2 separate regions of the Mus musculus genome follow, and region 2 is linked to region 1. The links are chromatin contacts, called in public promoter capture Hi-C maps. All regions are on one chromosome and are shown on one strand. The core of a region is the stretch at or near the end of the contact, and the rest is flanking DNA. Distances in the headings are between cores, read along the strand shown.

Region 1 (3,524 bases), core at 844-3,343:
AAGCCCACCTCTGAACTCTTTGGGTCTGAGAGCAGTATCCTCGGCCTTGTGCTCTTTTTTTGTTTTTTTGCCCATGAGTTCCAGACCCACCCAACCCTGTACTCCTTTTGTTTTCAGGGGAGTTTGATGAAAAGTCCTTAGTACTTTTTCTTAATTATTCACAAAGCCTGAAGGGCTTCATATTTGGCTCTTTGACTTGGCGTTTGCTAGATGTTTCTGCAACTTGAAACTCCCAGAAGGGGGAGGGCAAGGGAGAGCTGCACCTCTGTTAAAGATTCAAGGCCAAATGACTCAAGATTGAAATTAGTGTTCAAACCAGAGCTAAATTATTTTGGACTATTTTTGGTCCCTTTGAAGCCATCCATATCCCTTGCCCCCGAGTTAACATCCTTGTGACTATGAAAACCTTATATTACTATTCTTGACAGGCCACTAATTTCCACACATTCAAAAGCTAAAAACATCATTGGGCAGCACCTGAAACCTACAACAGAGTCCTCATCTTTACTGTAACTTGCCAATTGAGGTCCCCACCAAATGACTTTCCTTGTTCTGTAACAAGTTAGGCAATGGTGGTGGCACATGCCTGTAATCCCAGCACTCGAGAGGCAGAGGCAGGCAGATCTCCAGGTTCAAGATCAGCCTAGTCTACAGAGCAAGTTCCAGGACCGCCAGTGCTACACAGAAAACAGCACCTGTCTCGAAAACGGCACCAAACCAAAACCAACCAACCAACCAAGCAAACAAAAACCCAAGACACTTCCAATATAGAACATGGTATTTGGGGACCCATGAATCTTGTGTTCCTGGCCATGGTCAAGCATATTTGGCTCCAAGGGAAATTATCTTATTCCCTTTAAGAATGTTTTGGCCTGGACTTCCCTCCCTCCATCAAAATTCTGTTTATTCCTCAGACCACCAAGATTGCAGTCTCATGACCACCTGTCTAGTTCTGTCAAAATGAGTTGCCTCCTCAGCCTATTTGCATAAGAAGTGCATGCAAGCACTTATGTGTGTGTTGCTGGGTAGAACCCAGCATATCATATATACTAGCTCAACAGATTTTGCACTGAGGTGTTTTGAGACAGGATTTCATTCCGTAGGCCAGGCTGGTCTTGAACTCACAAGAACCCTACTCTAGTCTTCAGGTTCACATATCCCAGGCTGACCTCATAGCTGAAGATGACCTTGAACTTCTGATTCTGCTGCCTCCACATACCCAGAGCTTGGGAGTTTGTCACAATGTCCAGTTTATGAGGTGCTGGGGATGGAGCTCAGAACTTCATGTTTGCTAGGGAAACACTGCATCCCCAACCCTTGAGAAAATCAAACATACTCATATACTGAAGGCATAGCATTAGCAGTTTTCTATTACCTATGCCCGATGCAAGTCTCTCCAGTCAGAAGTGGAAAGAGCAGGGGGCAATGGAAATGGATCAAGAGCTCTTCTTGATTCTACAGTTCTCTAAGGAATGTGATGAGGGCCGTCTGCATAGGGCCTTGAGAGACTCCGTGGATATGTTGTAAAAATAATGGGGTGCAGAACGGCCCCAATCATTACACTTTTGTAACAGCGTTTGTCTTTGAACGCGGTTTCGTGTGTGTTAGCGTAGATGAGCCAGGCTCTCCACCACCCAGTTAGATTATATAGGCCCGCTTTTTTTTTTTTTTTTTTAAATTTAAAATAGAGACAGGGGCTCATTAAATTGCCCAGGCTGGACTCGAATTCTTGCGTCGGGTTCCTAATCGATTACGATTACAGGCCTGCACTGTCAGGTCTGACTACACATTTCACACACTACACACGTTCACAAAGGACTAATAAGTCAGGGAAGACAACGAGGACGGAAAACCGCGGAAAGGATGTCGAGTCCGCGCTTAACCCAACACGCAGGCGCGCTGGAGCTCGCGCGCTCTTCGCTACCCAGAATCCCCCGGGGCGGGGGAGACCACTCGCTCAACAGAACGGGGGAGGCCTGGGTCGCGAGGCGGGCCGCTGGAAGTTCCCGTGAGCCTTTGCCGCCCTCACCTCCCTGGGGTGAGGAGTGGTCTATTCCTAGCCCTTAAGAGGAGGGCGCTCACGCGCCGTCTTTCTCTGCGGCCATCATGGGATCGTGCTCTTCTCGCTCGTTGAGCTGGTCCCTTCGCCGTGGCCTGCTGGTGACGGTCTGGAGCGATGCTGAGCCCGGGCCCAGCCTCTCAGCTCCGCCTTGTGCGCTGCACAGATCTAGGGGAGCCTGGTAAGTCGAGGTCTGCATCGCGGGGCGCCGCGCGTGGGCGGGGTGTCGGCTGCAATGATGATGAAACTAGAAAAAAAAGGAAGTGCCGTCCGATGCGACAACTGACGACATCCCTAGTTAGCTGACTGCAGTCGTTTAAGCCTCGGCGACCCAGTGCTGAACACAAGTGTTCTAATTGCCCCTCATGACTCTTACTCTTCTAACCTTTCAGACGGGACGTTGACAACGTGGAATAGGAGCAGTATCATCCCACCATGAGGTAAGGGTTTCTGGAGTATCAGGTGGGGTTCATAGACAAGAGGCTGTGTAGCTTTCGCTCCAGGGACTCCCAACATACCCTGGCCCATGTGGGCACATACATAAATTTAAGACGTGTCTCCATTTAGTGGCTGGAACTACTAGTTGGAGGACAGCAGAAAGCTTGACTGCTGTGATGAGATGACTAAGTAGGAAGTGCCGTCAGAGTCGATAACTGACGATAACTGCTCCTGGCTGACTGCAGTCAAGCCCACACCGGTGGCTGGGGTTTAGGTTTAACTTGGGCTGGACTTTTAACAACTGCTGTACTTCTAGGTTGGGGATTTAAGAGTGGAAGATTGCCAACAGCTGTGGCCTCCCATGAGGTAAGCTTTCAGCTTGGGATTTTAGACCGTTTTGATTTGAGCTAGAGTGTTCATGTATGAGCATCAGTTTTGCCTGTACTCAATACTGGTTGTAGCTGATGGGGGTGGTTAAGTAAGGCAACAGTGCACAGCTCTTACTGTAGAGCCATTTTTTTTTTAAGATTTATCATATCTAAGTACGCTGTAGCTGTTTTCAGATGCACCAGAAGAGGGCATCAGATCTCATTACGGATGGTTGTGAGCCACCATGTGGTTGCTGGGATTTGAACTCCGGACCTTCCGAAGAGCAGTCGGTGCTCTTAACCACAGAGCCATCTCCAGCCCCCTATAGAGCCATTTTTGTGTGTGTTTGCTGTCTTGATGCTAGAAAAAAATGGCACCGGACTTAGGTGGTTGTGAGCCACAATTAGTGCTGGCAGTCAAACCTGGTCTTCTAAGAACTTAGACCTTCTAGTCCATTAACTTGGGTCTTAAAATTTTCAGTTAATGTGGTCTTACAATTGAACCCAGTTGGGCTGGTTTGGCTAGTTGTAAATGTATTTTAGTAATTTGAAAAATACTTCCCTTTTAGGTCTAGGATGTGTTAAGAACTGTAGCTTTCTTGAGAAGAGGCAGGCAGAGTTCAGGCCAGCCTCGTCTACAGTAGTGAGCCAGGGCTACA
Region 2 (3,514 bases), core at 778-3,277, 5.0 Mb after region 1:
GGCAGAATGTGCCTTCCTTGTTAAAGACAGAATAATACTCCATTGTATTTATTATTGTTACATAACTTGTGTATGTGTGTGTTCAAGTTTGTGTGTGTGTGTGGGGGGGTGCATGTGTGCATGTGTGTAGACCAGAGGCCAATGATAAGTGTCTACTTCAATTGTTTTCTACCTTACATTTTTTGAGATATGGGCTCTTATACCTAGAGCTCTCTGATTGGCTAGACTGACTAACCAGCAGGCTTTGGGGTTCTGCCTGCCTCTGCCTCATGCCCCCATCCCGCTAGTACTAAGGTTACAGACATACGTGACCATGCCTGGCTTTTCGTATGAGTGCTGGGAACCCAAACTCAGGTCCACATGATCGCACAACAGGTACACTGACCACTAAACCATCTCCCCAGGACCTAAACAACATTTTGTTGTTGTTTATACATTTATCCATTAAGGGACACTTGGATTATTTTTGTCACGAATAAGAATGTATAAATATCTCTTCAAAACATTGCTTTCAACTCTTTGGGGTGTGTATCCAGAACCCAAGTGATGCAGGTGATAACTCCTGTAGTTTTGGTTTGCATTTCCCTAATATTTCCATGATGTTGAGCATCTTTTTGTCTCCTTACAGGCCATGTTATAACTTTGGAAGGATGACCTGTGCTGATTTTTCACTCGGCTTATTTGCTTTTTGTTATCAAATGTAGACTTTGTCTTGTGCTCGGGGACAGCTGCCTGTCTCCCACACTTTGAGCCACTGTGAGAATAAAAACACGGCAGCAGCTCTTACCGAGTGTGCGCAGTGTCCTCACTGCACCAAGTGCTGTTTTATTTTTCCCTTCGCATCCATTTAGAAAGATACTCAAGTGTCTCTACTTAACCTCTGGGAAAAACCTGAAGCCTGCCTGCCTTGTCTGAGACCTCAGAGCAGTGTAACAGCAGCACCACTGAGACCCTGGACTGACTCCATTGCTGGGTGGTAACCTGATTTACATAATCCTATATAAAGAACCAGTCAGGGACTGCAGCCTCTTGGTAGAATGCTCATCTAGCATACAGAAGGCCCTGAGTTCGAGTCCTAGCACACACACAAAAAGCAATCAGTTGCTAAAATCCCAGAGTTTGTAACAGAAAGTAAACAGAAATATACAATCTGAGTGCTAAAACTTTAATGGCTCCAGAAGGCCTCTGTTTGTTTATTTGTCTATCTGTGTGTACATCTGTATGTGCACATATGTGTGTGTGTGCATGTGTGAACACAGCCATCTGTGTGTCATGGCATGCCTATCTCAGCTGCGAATCTTTGCCTTTCACCTCCTTTGAGATGATATCTCTTGTTTGTCCTTCCACACCTCAGGCTACCTGGCCCACGAGCTTCCAGGAGCTTCCAGATTTCCTGCCTATCTTCTGTCTTACCTAAAACCTCTGTGGTTATGGACATATTCTACTGTGGATATCTGGTTTTCTTGTGTTCTGGGGATCTGAATTTAGGTTCTCATGCTAGCTCAACAAACATTCTCCCCACAGAACTGACTCCCCAGCTTCCAGAAAGCTTTTAAACAGGACATCAGATTCACTGGGGATCCAGGCCCCTACCTAACCTATATAACTGGTAGTAGATACAGCATTGCTCTTGGGTCCAGCCCTGTCTTTACTTACAGCCTTTGGTGATAGATAGTGAGCATAGATTGAAAGCCAAGGCCAGAGATTAGTTTCACACAATCGTTCTTTCTGGAAATTCTCCACTCTTTTCATACTGGCTTTTATCAGACCTTGGATTCACACAGCTGGAGCCAGGCCCAAGCCAGAGCCCTGACTTAGGTTTGGGAAGAAGTTGGCTGAAACTTCTCCCAGCAGGGATAAGGCAGGCCCAGGGAGTCCTGTCTAAAATGCAGTAGACAAAGGTGCCCTTGTTCATAGGCCTTGGGGTGGGAGTCATCTGGTCAGTGACACAGGCTTGGCTATTGTATGCTCTGACCTAAGCCAATTTTTTTTTAGGCTGAGAAAGGGGGTGGGAGGGGAAGTCCTCTAGAAATTGTATCTGGAAAGGCCTGCATGGGCTGTTGATTTCCCAACAGGCACGGGAGCAGATTTGGGAGGAACTGTGCAATGTAGTGGGTTCTTTGTGAAAGAACAGAGATGTCAGTGATGAGAAAAGCCACAGGAACATCCCCCAGGGTGCTCAGCGCACTGGCCCCGGGGCAGCTGCTTGCTTCAGCCACACTTTCCTCAGAAGGTGCCATGCAGAACAAGTTGCCTGGAGCCCAGTCCTGAGCCTGGGGCTTCAGACCAGCCCTGGCATCTCTTCCATAGCAACTGCCCTTAAGGACCAGCTGAGCACTCATGGTAAGAACCACTCCTGCAGAAGTATGCTTGACCTACCCTCTCTGTCTGTTGTGAAAATGCCTTTCATAGTGCAGAGAGGAGATTCTGAAGACCCTGTGAGATTGGATAGTACTTGGTGAGTCTGGAAGTTCTGTGGACCCTGTGCCAAGAGGGCATATGTGCCCAAGACAAGAGCAGAAAGAGGAGGTATGGGCAGAGAGTAAACGATGGGTGGGGGTGGGGTGGGGTGAGGAGTTGTGTGGAAAGATGGGAGAGGAGTGTTTGGAGTGGGAAGGCTCACCTGAGACAGGTAGTTAAAGGCATGTGATGGAGAAGAGAGCCACTGTGGACTTATTTATACCTTTGTACCATTCTTCTTTTTCTATATATATTATATATTATATTTTTCTAAATATAAAGCATGGCTTCTTCCTGCCCATCTGGCATCTCCCCCATGCCCCAGATTTACCGGGAAAGTTCTGAGGTGCAAGATCTAGGGAAGAACAGTGAATCTCTGCATTAGGGGAAGGTAAAGGGAGCCTTTGGGTGTCTCCGCTCCCCAGATGGTAGTTAGGCAGCAGTGACATCTAACTCGGTTTCCAGATTGGCACATGCCTCCTCTCAGTTTGTCAGTGGAAGCTTTTCTGAGATAGTGGGGATAGAAAACCTTGTTTTGCTGACCTCTGAGCCTGGATGGTCGCCTTTCCTATGATCTGCCCTTTAGCCTAGGCTTTGTATGGCATCCCCCTTCCCACTGCTAAGGTTCTCTGTGGCTGTGAGGTCCAGTTCACAAGGCAAGGCTACTCAGATCCTTCATGGAATCTTCCTCCACCTTGCTAGGCCACCAAGCACCCCTGATTTGAACATTCCTTCCCAGAAGCTTGAACTGGGACCAGGAGAAGACAATAATGCTTGCTACCCAAGAGTATCCTCTAACTGGGACCCTTGACCTCCCAAGAATATGTATACGGAAGTTTTGTAATAATAAACCGGTGTCTGAATGGTCCAGGGGGGCTTAGACCCACAGATGTAGTGCTGGGCCAAGACTGGGATTCTACATTTTTAGTTATCTCCCAAAGGACACGTGTGATGCTGGTTCAGAGGACCACCCTTGGAGAGTTACTGCTGGAAGGACCACAGGCTAGACCATCATGTTATAACCAAGTGAGGAATGCTCAAGATTGGACTACGG

What was found. Promoter capture Hi-C pulls out the DNA fragments that hold promoters and counts their contacts.
Region 2: a promoter capture Hi-C map of pre-B cells shows a contact between it and region 1, with 2.6 times the contacts expected there. The contact joins the promoter of Gas7 here to the promoter of 2410006H16Rik in region 1.

The regions. Positions count from the first base shown.
Region 1 is chr11:62,600,784-62,604,307 of GRCm38.p6, forward strand. It overlaps 2410006H16Rik (RIKEN cDNA 2410006H16 gene), which reads left to right and starts at 2,094. Exons shown (of 5, transcript NR_030738.1): 1 at 2,094-2,240; 2 at 2,452-2,499; 3 at 2,814-2,863. Snord49b (small nucleolar RNA, C/D box 49B) reads left to right here and starts at 2,303; the gene lies at 2,303-2,365. It overlaps Snord49a (small nucleolar RNA, C/D box 49A), which reads left to right and starts at 2,677; the gene lies at 2,677-2,738.
Region 2 is chr11:67,584,473-67,587,986 of GRCm38.p6, forward strand. Gas7 (growth arrest specific 7) reads left to right here and starts at 2,028. Exons shown (of 14, transcript NM_001109657.3): 1 at 2,028-2,343. The coding sequence starts at 2,341.